Regions from separate parts of the Xenopus laevis genome. Here region 2 is linked to region 1. A link is a contact called in public Hi-C data. All regions are on one chromosome and are shown on one strand. Each heading gives the region's core, a stretch centred on a gene start, on an enhancer-like site or on the middle of the called end of the contact. The rest is flanking DNA. Distances are from core to core; before and after follow the strand shown. Region 1 overlaps tmcc1.L (transmembrane and coiled-coil domain family 1 L homeolog). Region 2 overlaps tmcc1.L (transmembrane and coiled-coil domain family 1 L homeolog).

Evidence for each region. Hi-C and Micro-C count contacts between places; a contact is called where the count stands out from the background.
Region 2: a contact with region 1 is called in a Hi-C map of the XL177 cell line, with 5 times the contacts expected there. The contact joins two enhancer-like sites.

Annotation. Positions count from the first base shown.
Region 1 is chr4L:131,546,598-131,551,491 of Xenopus_laevis_v10.1, reverse strand. All of the region lies in intron 1 of tmcc1.L (transmembrane and coiled-coil domain family 1 L homeolog), which reads left to right. Among protein-coding and RNA genes, the nearest start is that of plxnd1.L, 39 kb to the right of the region's middle. Within about 2 kb of position 1,556, at least 4 of the 7 cell types and tissues checked have an H3K27ac peak or open chromatin away from gene starts, as enhancers often do.
Region 2 is chr4L:131,603,955-131,608,971 of Xenopus_laevis_v10.1, reverse strand. The region is part of intron 1 of tmcc1.L (transmembrane and coiled-coil domain family 1 L homeolog); the gene reads left to right. Among protein-coding and RNA genes, the nearest start is that of tmcc1.L, 18 kb to the left of the region's middle. Within about 2 kb of position 2,646, at least 1 of the 7 cell types and tissues checked has an H3K27ac peak or open chromatin away from gene starts, as enhancers often do.

The DNA.
Region 1 (4,894 bases), core at 307-2,806:
GTTCCGCCAGCCAGCCGCATCAGTGGATTCCCCTCTACATCATCTTCTTTGAATTTACCAAAAAATCCCCATGTTTACAAGTGATGTAAGGGCCCGTCAGCAGTCTATTCCTGGCATGGGGAACTCTTTGGTTTCATTTTTGAAAGTAGACATGAATAATAGATTCTGTACCTGTATAACGATGGAGAGGCCAAATGGTCAAAGTAAAGTGTTTTAGGGCAATTTATATGGACATGGTAATGGTATTTAGCAAAGCCGGCAGAGCTTCTTACTCTTAGGGTAGCTGGGACTATTAGATTGTAAGCTTCACTGCAGTAGGGATCAATGTGAATGATTAGAAGAATCTCTGTAAAGCAGTCCTTAATATCCCGGCACTATATACCCCAGCTAAAATGATAATCCATAGGGAGCAGTTTTTTCCACTGCAAATGAAATCCTTATAACAGAATGTATATGTTTGCATTGCTGTCACTGTGTGATTTGCTTTGGTTTAGTTATTATCTGTCCCAGCCTGCCAGGCAATACTCTCTCCTTATCTTTGGGCCCTAATGTAAACAATGAAACACCTGAGTAGCCAGCTGAAGCCTGTTTATAGAGAGTGCTGCCATAAAACATGTCCAGACTGCTGCAATCTCACCCAGAGGAAGTAGGTGTGAGACGGGAGTTTACCCAATATAAACTCCCTATGGCTGCACACTGTGGCGCCTAATGACAATTCTAATGAAATACAAATCCCATAATACTTAGCCAGCATATAGTTAAAACTACTACTTTTCATGTGACATCTGGTTCAAATGTAGCTGCGGGTGTATTTGTTTCTTCTCTCTTTCTAGTCACGTTAGTTTATTTTCAGTATAAAATTCTAAGGTTGTGTCTTGTTTGCACAACCAGAGGCAACATCCCTGCTTTCCACTCAATATAAGCTTATAAAATAAGTGTCTCTGTATTCCATTTATTGAGGGTGAGACGGGGTGAAAGGTACGAGGCCTGATGTTAGTTACTAACATTTTTCCCAGTGTCCATATTATAGATCAGTGTTTGTCCCGGAGTCTGTATTAGTGATCAGTGTGCGTCCCGGTGTCTGTGCTAGTGAGCAGTGTGTGTTCTGGTGTGTGTATTAGTGAACAGTGTGTGTCTGTGTTGGTGATCAATGTGTGTGCGGTGTCTGTATTAGTGAGCATTGTGTGTGCCCTGTATTAGTGAGTAGTGTGTGTCTGGTGTCGGTATAAGTGAACAATGTGTGTCCCTTGTCTGTATTAGTGAACAGCGTGTGTTCTGGTGTGTGTATTAGTGAGCAGTGTGTGTATTAGTGAGCAGTGTGTGTCCCAATGTCTGTATTAGTGAGTAGTGTGTATCCGGTGTCTGTATTAGTGAGCAGTGTGTATCCGGTGTCTGTATTAGTGAGCAGTGTGTATCCGGTGTCTGTATTATTGAGCAGTGTGTGTCCCCCAATGTCTGTATTAGTGAGCCGTGTGTCTGTATTACTGAACAGTGTGTGTCTGTGTTGGTGATCAGTGTGTGCCCCATGTCTGTGTTAGTGAGCAGTGTGTGTCCGGTGTGTGTCCCTTGTCTGTATTAGTGAACAGCGTGTGTTCTGGTATGTGTATTAGTGAGCAGTGTGTGTATTAGTGAGCAGTGTGTGTATTAGTGAGCAGTGTGTGTCCCATGTGAACAGTGTGTGTGTGCGGCCGGTGTCTGTATTAGTGAGCAGTGTGTGTCCGGTGTCTATATTAGTGATCAGTGTGTGTCCCTATATGTGTATTATATGTGTATTAATGACCAGTATGTGACCTGTGCTCCTTTTTTTGCTTTAAAGTTAACTTTTTAATTTTTAGTAATTGTTCAATTGCTATTTTTTTGTTGTTTTCTTTTGCCTCTTTCAAGCTGTCAGATAGGGGGTCACTGACCCCAGCAGCCAAAAAAACGATTGTTCTGCGAGGCTACAATTTTATCCTTATTGTTACTTTTTATTTCTGTTCTTTTAATTCAGGCCTCTCCCATTCATCTTCCAGCATTCCATTCAAACCGCTGCCTGGTTAAATAATTCAGAAACTGTTAAAAATAAAAAAAAAAACAATGGCAGGTAGTCTTAGGAATGTCTACATCATAAAGTTAATGTAAAGGTGAGCTGCCCCATTAAAGATCGACATACTCTGGCTGAAGAACTGAGCTGGCTGCTGATTTGCCCATGCACGTGGCCATTCTGAAGGCTTATATCACCACTCCTCCTCTTTTTAGTGTTACCAGGGCCGGATTTAGATAGTGCGCGCCCCCTAGGCCCACTGCTCTTTGTCGCCCCTGTCCCCTTTATTTGTGCAAATTTTCATCATCTGGACTGGAGCAATGGGGATTGGCGCACGGGACATTTAAAAAATGATTGTATCTCCAGCACATCCCCAGTGTTTTTGAACCAATGTGGGTGTGGTTGGGCCGCATGCCGCCCCCTAAAATCCTGCCACCTTAGGCCTGGGCCTAGGTGCCCTTTCCACAAATCCGGGCCTGAGTGTTACCGTTCCTTTAAGCAGAGCTGCCCTTCTGAACTACTGTAAGGCTGACATTTCTTGGTGTATGATATCCCTTTTATTGTAATTTCAGCCATGAATATACAGTGTATTGAGCTGCAGTTGCCCATTGCTTTACTATAGCACATTGGAAAGTGCAAAGGTGGCATGTGACGGTACATGAGTCGGACTGAGCTGTGTCAGACTGGAAGCGGTGTGTGTCCTGACTCCCAGGATGTTATTACAGGATAACTTGTTTGCCTTTGGCTCTGAAGCGTGAGCTGGTAGGGCGAGGCCCCAAACACTTCCGTGAGTCTTTCTTACTGGGAGCCCTCGACCCTCCTCCCTGTCATTGTTGTGATGCCGTGAACATGAGCTGTCTCACTATCACTTGGATGAGGTCATGAGAATGCAGGTTTCTTTTAACCCTCTCCCTGCCAGGCCAGTTTCTGTCTCCTTTGTGTCCCTTTCCTGCCCTGGGCAGTGGGAGGTACAGATCAGAAGTCTGTGTAGATCTGGAAAGGAAAGATTTATTTCCCCTTTTCTGGGGGTTGTTGCAAAACAAGTGAAAGAACTTTAGACTTATTCAGTGTTTTCACCTAAACGAATATCCGGCGGTGAGTATGTGGGGCTGGCTTCTAATAACCGTAACTGTTTAAATGCCACAAAGATGCTACGGTGCCTATAGGGCTCCTAGGCAAGTGCTCCTCTTGAGTGTACAGCAGTGATTCCACAATATGTATGGGATTATATTGAAACCATAATCCCCTGGCAACTTTTGGGCAGTTTGTGCTAAATCAGGACTGTCCACCTGGAGACCCATATAGCCTATGGCTCCATAGACAGCTTTGTATGATATCATCTGGGCCTAGGGTTGCCACCTTTTTTGGAAAAAAATACCTATATATATTTAGATTTTTTTCCCTATTAATAACATTGGGGTCAAGTATAATTTTTACTGATCAGGTAAGTAAAATACTGGCCAGGTGGTAACCCTATCTGGGCCACATACATGATGCATACCTCCCAACATTTTGGAAATAAAAAGAGGGACAAAAAAAAGTAATTTTTGTTGACCTCGCCCATTTTTGTGGCCACACCCTCTAATTACCATGTCCATTTTACAAAATTTGGCAGGTTATGAAAGTTTGAACATATTTCTGTTATATTCAGTTATTACAGTTTTGCTAATGAAGGTCAACTTTTAGCATGTTTTAGAGAGTGATATTCAATTTGCAGTTGGTTTTCATTTTTTATTTTTCGTGGTTTTTGAGTTAATTAGCTTTTTAATCAGCAGCAGCTCTCCAGTTTGCAATTTCCATTGTGCACAATGAAAAGAAGTTCTTCCACCCCACATGTCATATCCACAAACTTTGCTGTTCAAAGAAAGACAAATACTGCATTAAAAGGTTTTATTTGCCTTCTACATGTTAATATATATGATAAAAGGCCATATGCCCTGAAACGTTGCTGTAATGCCCTAAATTAAAGTCCTGCGCAGAACCAATTTCTTTAACCCGAACCCGACCCGCAACCCGCATACTTATCTGCTTGGACCCCTGACCCGCAAGTACCTTATCCGCAACCCGATCCGCAAACCAGTGACCATCAAGAAACAGGAAGTGCTGTCGTAAACCGGAAGTTACATCATTAGAAGTAGGCGTGATCAGGGGGAAAAAAAGGAGTAAAACTCACTATTGAGAAGACCCGCGACCAGAGCCGTGACCTGCAAACCCGGAGAACCACCGACCCACTTCTATACCCGCTCCCAAAACTTCTACTTGCATCCCGCAGGGTACTGCATGTTTTTACGGGTAACCTGACCCGCTGCAGGACTCTACCCTAAGTGCAATAAAGGCATTTTAATTGAATTTATTCCATGGTGCTATTCCAGCTTGTAGGGCTGGTACAAAATGTGCTTGAAGAATATTCTTTCACTGAGTACTAATAGTATTCTGCATACACGCCTCTGCAGGTTGTAGCTGAACTACAGCTCCCAGCATCCTAACAGAAACACTGGGGCCTTGGCTGAGTCGTAGTTGAAGAACAGCTGGATGTCGGTCTTTATTGGCAAGCTCTGGAGTGTATTATCAGGCCACGGCTGAAGCACACTCCGAAGGGCTTATCAGGGAGAAAAATGCTGAAAGAAGTGGGTTTGCACAAAAGGGCAGACTGTCAGGCATCGGTGATCCACAGGCCACACTAAAATAAACTCTTCAAGAAATCCCAAGCAGAGGGGTCAGTGCTGATTAAACTTTCACCCACTTCTGATATAAGAGCCTTCCCCAGAGCCTTGTAATATAAACCCCCAGCAATGTGCCTTATCCTCCCTACTCACTGTACAGCGAAGGGGATTAGAACCCCCACAAGAACTATTTGTTTCACTCCAGTAG
Region 2 (5,017 bases), core at 1,397-3,896, 56 kb before region 1:
TTCTGATGTCATTTCTGTCACATGATTCACTGAAACGTGTGTATTATAATAAATAAAGTACCCCCAGTTGCAAAATATGAGGATATTAGAAGTTACCTCGGAGTTCCATGACCTGTATAAAAACACTCGGCCTTCGGCCTCGTGTTTTTATATGGTCATGAAACTCCTCGGTAACTTATAATATCCTTATATTTTACAAGAGGGGGTACTTTATTCACTATATATATGCACTCTTACTGGACTGGAACAAATGCGGGTGCGCTAGTCAACTTTTTGTTGAACATATCAGTAAATGGACTCACACTCCATGGTCAAGTGGATAAATGTGTCTTTATTCTTATTCTTAATATGCATTGAAGAATAAAGACACATTTATTCAATTGACCATGGAGTCCATTTACTGATATATATATATATATATATATATATATATATATATATATATATATATATATATATATATATATACACACATACACATACATACACACACACATACACAGTGAAATCTTGATTTTAAATACCCTAATTTTAAGTTTTCCTGCATTTTACATTTTTTATTTGTGGTCCCACCAATTTTCCTGATTTTAAGTAAAGTTTTCCGGGATTTTACATTAAAATTTTATCCTAATGTTCCCATAAACTGCTTTTTTTCCCCACTATGAATGATATTATTTGTGAAATAAAGAGGTTTAAAATACTAACCAGATGAATATTTTGTCATGGTTCTGCCTGTTAATGGTCAATTCCAATTAGTCTGCCCTATATACAGTCCTGCGCCAATGACTTATTGCTTTAGGTTGTGTATGGCTACTGTTGGCTACTGGCTCCTGGCTCATATTTAATTGTATTGTTGAACAATGCATAAGGAATCCAGTGTCATTTAAGGACAGCATGCCAGTAAGGATCTTGTGTTATAGAAAAGCAGTAACCTTCTGCGTGGCTGTCATCCAGCAGCAACTGTCATTTTTCTATTTGAGCACAAGGGGTCAGCAACACACTGGCCTTGACTTGACTGTGTGAGTCAAGTCAAGACAGTGGCCAAGAGAAAAGTTAGTTCTTCAGGGAGTTAAATAATTAAACAAAGGCTAAAGTTATAAGAATATAGAGACGCAATGCTGTAAATGCTGAATACATAAAACGAAAAGTGCTGCTGATAAATGTGTAGTTCTTGTTAGCCCTTATCTTCTTCCTCTCTGGAAGAAATCATTTCTGTGCTTGTACCTAAAAGCTGTATTGTTTTTCCCCCTCTTTTATACACAGTTCAGCTGCAAACTTCCAATAAGTCCTGTATCTGAGAATTATTCTACCTCTTCTTTGCTTGTTCTCCATGGATCTTCTTCTCCTTTGCCTTTCCTCCACTGTTTGATTTCCTCTTTTCTTCACTGCCTTCCATTTTCAGATTCCTCTTGCTCCACTGCTTTTCCACCTCAGATTTCTTCTGCTCCACTGCCTTCTCTACTCTAATTCTTTCTGCTCCACTGCCCCCTGCTCACTCCATCTTTTTGACTCTTGACCTAGCGTCACCTCCTTTCTTATGTCTTACTGCCTTTCCTCTGATCTCCAGCTCCAGTGCTATGCTCCCTTCTTCTTCCATCTATCTGAACTTGCCATTCTTTATATCTGCCTCCATCCTTGCTCACATCCTCTTTATCCCTTCAACTCCATCCCCTTCTTCATGCCCTCTACAAGTCTTGCAGTCCTCTATACTTCAAAGACCAGTAACATCAAAAAAAAAAAAAAATATTTGTTAGAATACATCGAAAAAAACACCCAACACAAATTAAACTTTAAAATTGCAAAGTCTTTATAAGAAATAACTTACACTTTCACTCCTCTTCAGAAAAGGCGACATGGCGACGATCCATTGTGCAGCGTTCGATTTCTCCTCCCTGACTATCTCCTATAAGAAAGGCAGGGAGGAGAAATCGAGCGTCGCACGATGGATCGCTTTCGGAGGAGGAGCGCAAGCGGATAAAGACTTAGCGATTTTAAAGTATAAACTGTCTTGGTGTTTTTTTGTTGTTATTTTTTTCAATCTATACTAGCAATTCTTAATGTTACTGGCCCTTTAACTCCTGCTGTAGTCATGGCCAGTCTGTTCCATGTAGAATATTAATATTAGAAACAGAGAGTAACGGTGTTTCCATCTGCACTAAAGGGTTTGTTCCCCTTCCAAACAATTTTTTCAGTTCAGTTGTTTTCTTTACCAGAAATTGCTTTCCATTTTTTAAATGTATTCAATTATTTATTTTTACTGTTTTTTTTCCAAAATTGAAGTTAATTAAGACTGAGTATTCTTGTATCTGGTGTTTCAGTCTGGCAGCTCAGTGATTCCGGTGCAGATTCTGAACTGTTATCATTTTGCAACATTTAGTTGATTTGGCTTCTGAATTTAAGTTGCGTTTACACATGAAGAATTTATATGAGCCATCAATACAAAGAAAACAGTGATTCATTTATGTACAATCATAGCTTTACATTTTTGTACACAGAAATAAATGCAGTGTATACACATCCACACACACACTGTGTGCTAAATACTCTTATAAAATTGTCTTGTTTGCCACTGACACAAAGCCAAGCACAGTGCTTTTCCATCCATTCAGCTTTGGTTAGGACCCCCTATGGTTAGGGCTGATCAGGCCTTGTGTGAAATCATGTGACTGTAACAAACTTTCATGCGCTAAGCCCCCGGTGGAATTCTTCCAAATATCTGCCTGGCAAAGTGAGTTGCTGAGAATGGTGTAAATCTGCCAGGCAGCAATGCTCTTTTCCACTAGCTTTATACAGTTATAGGATCTCTTATCCAGAATGCTTGGGACTTGGGGTATTCCGGAAAAGGAATCTTTATGTAATTTGGATCGTCATACCTTAAGTCTGCTAAAAATCCTTAGAGCGATTCTGTCATGATTTTTTATGGTGTAGTTTTTATTTCTAAATTACACTGCAAATAATTCACTTTACCATTTAAAATTGCATTCCTGAACCAGCAAGTGTATTTTTAGTTGTAAAATTGGTGTGTAGATGCCATCTCATGTCATTTTGCCTGGTCATGTGCTTTCAGAAAGAGTCTGCACTTCTGACAGGCTGTTGTTTCTCCTACTCAATGTAACTGAATGTGTTTCAGTGGGACCTGGATTTTACTATTGAGTGCTGTTTTAGGCAGCTGGGGGAGTGATATTACTCCAACTTGCAGTAAAGAGTGACTGAAGTTTATCAGAGCACAAGTCACATGACTTGGGGCAGGTAGGAAACTGACAATATGTCTAGCCCCATGTCAGATTTCAAAATTAAATATAAAAAAATAGGTTTGGTCTTTTGAGAAACAGATTTCAGTGCAGAAGTCTGCTGGAGCAGCACTATTAAAGGATCAGTAACATAATTTTTTTTTTTTTTTTTTTTTTAAATTTGTCAGTATAGATAAAAAAAAAAACACAAAACCAAATTAAAACTTTTAAATCACTAAGTCTTTATTAAGAAATAACTTACCGAAACTCTGCTTGCCTCCTCTTCAGAAAAGGTGACGATCCATCATCATCATTTATTTATATAGCACTGTCAAGATACGCAGTGCTTCATCATTCGGCGCTCGATTTCTCCTCCCTGGCTAACTCCTATAATGAAAGCAGGGAGGAGAAATCGAGCGCCGCGCAATGGATCGCCAGATCGCCTTTTCTGAAGAGGAGTATTTGTTTGTCCTGTCTGTGCTCTCCTTTGTGTGGACACATTTGTGCACAGTATAAAGACAGACATTAATAAGCCATTCATGAGCAGCCTCATAAGCACAAGTCATAGACAGGTTTATCCCTTTGTGACAAGCAGGGTCTCAGTGTATTGTATACAGTTAACAGCTGAAGGTGTGTAGTAGCACTTCACTTGATCCTCAGGGTGGTATTAAACACTATTTAAAAGCGTTGTTCACAATTGTGTTAACTTTTAGTAGGATGTAGAGAGTGATATTCTGAGACCATTTGCAATTGGTTCTCATTTTTTTACTATTTCTGTTTTTGGAGTTATTTAGCTTTTTATTCAGCAGCTCTCCAGTTTGCAATTAATCTGGTTGCTAGGGTCCAAATTACCCTAGAAACCATGCACTGATTTTGAATAAGAGACTGGAATATAAATAGGAGAGGCACTGAATAGAAAGATGAGTAATAAAAAGTAGCAATAAAAAAATGTGTAGCCTTACAGAGCATTTGTTTTTTAGATGCGCCCCCTCCCCCCATTTGAAAGTTGCAAAGAAGGCAAATAATTAAAAAAAAAAAACTGCAAAAAATAATGAAGACTAATTGAAAAGTCATTTAGAATTCACCTTTAAAGGAGAATTCAACCTGTGGGGGGAAAAACTGTACCTCCCCCTGGGGAAATGCCCCATCTTCCGGTATTTCTGAGCAGGAATTACACGGAAATTGCTGATCTCTCAGTCAAATTACAAAGGACGCGGAAGATGGATGCGTGGAACTCCGCTGGAAGAATCTGCGGCGAGGGGGTGGGGGGAGGAGGGAGGGGAGTCTACCTGGGGTGGGGGGTATGGATTTTTTTCCCCATAGGTTGAATTCTCCTTTAAGTTAACTTTTAGTATGTTTTTAGAATGGATCATTCGTAGCAACTTTTCAATTGGCCTTCACTTTTTCTGTTTTTTATAGTTTTTGAATTATGTGCCTTGTTCTTCTGTTTCCAGCTGCCAAATGGGGGTCAGAGACCCCATCTAAAAACAAATGCTCTGTAAGGCTACACATTTATTTTTATTGCTACTTTTTATTACTCATGTTTCTATTCACACCTCTCCTGTTCATATTCCAGTCTCTTATTCAAATCAGTGCATGGTTGCTAGGGTCATTTGCACCCTTCGATCCACATTGCTGAAATTGCAAACTGGAGAGCTGCTGAATAAAAAGCAAAATAACTCAAAAACCACCAATAATAACAAATGAAAACCAATTGCAAATTGTCTCAAAATATCACTCTCCGCATTATACTTAAAGTTAATTTAAAAATTAACAACCCCTTTAAT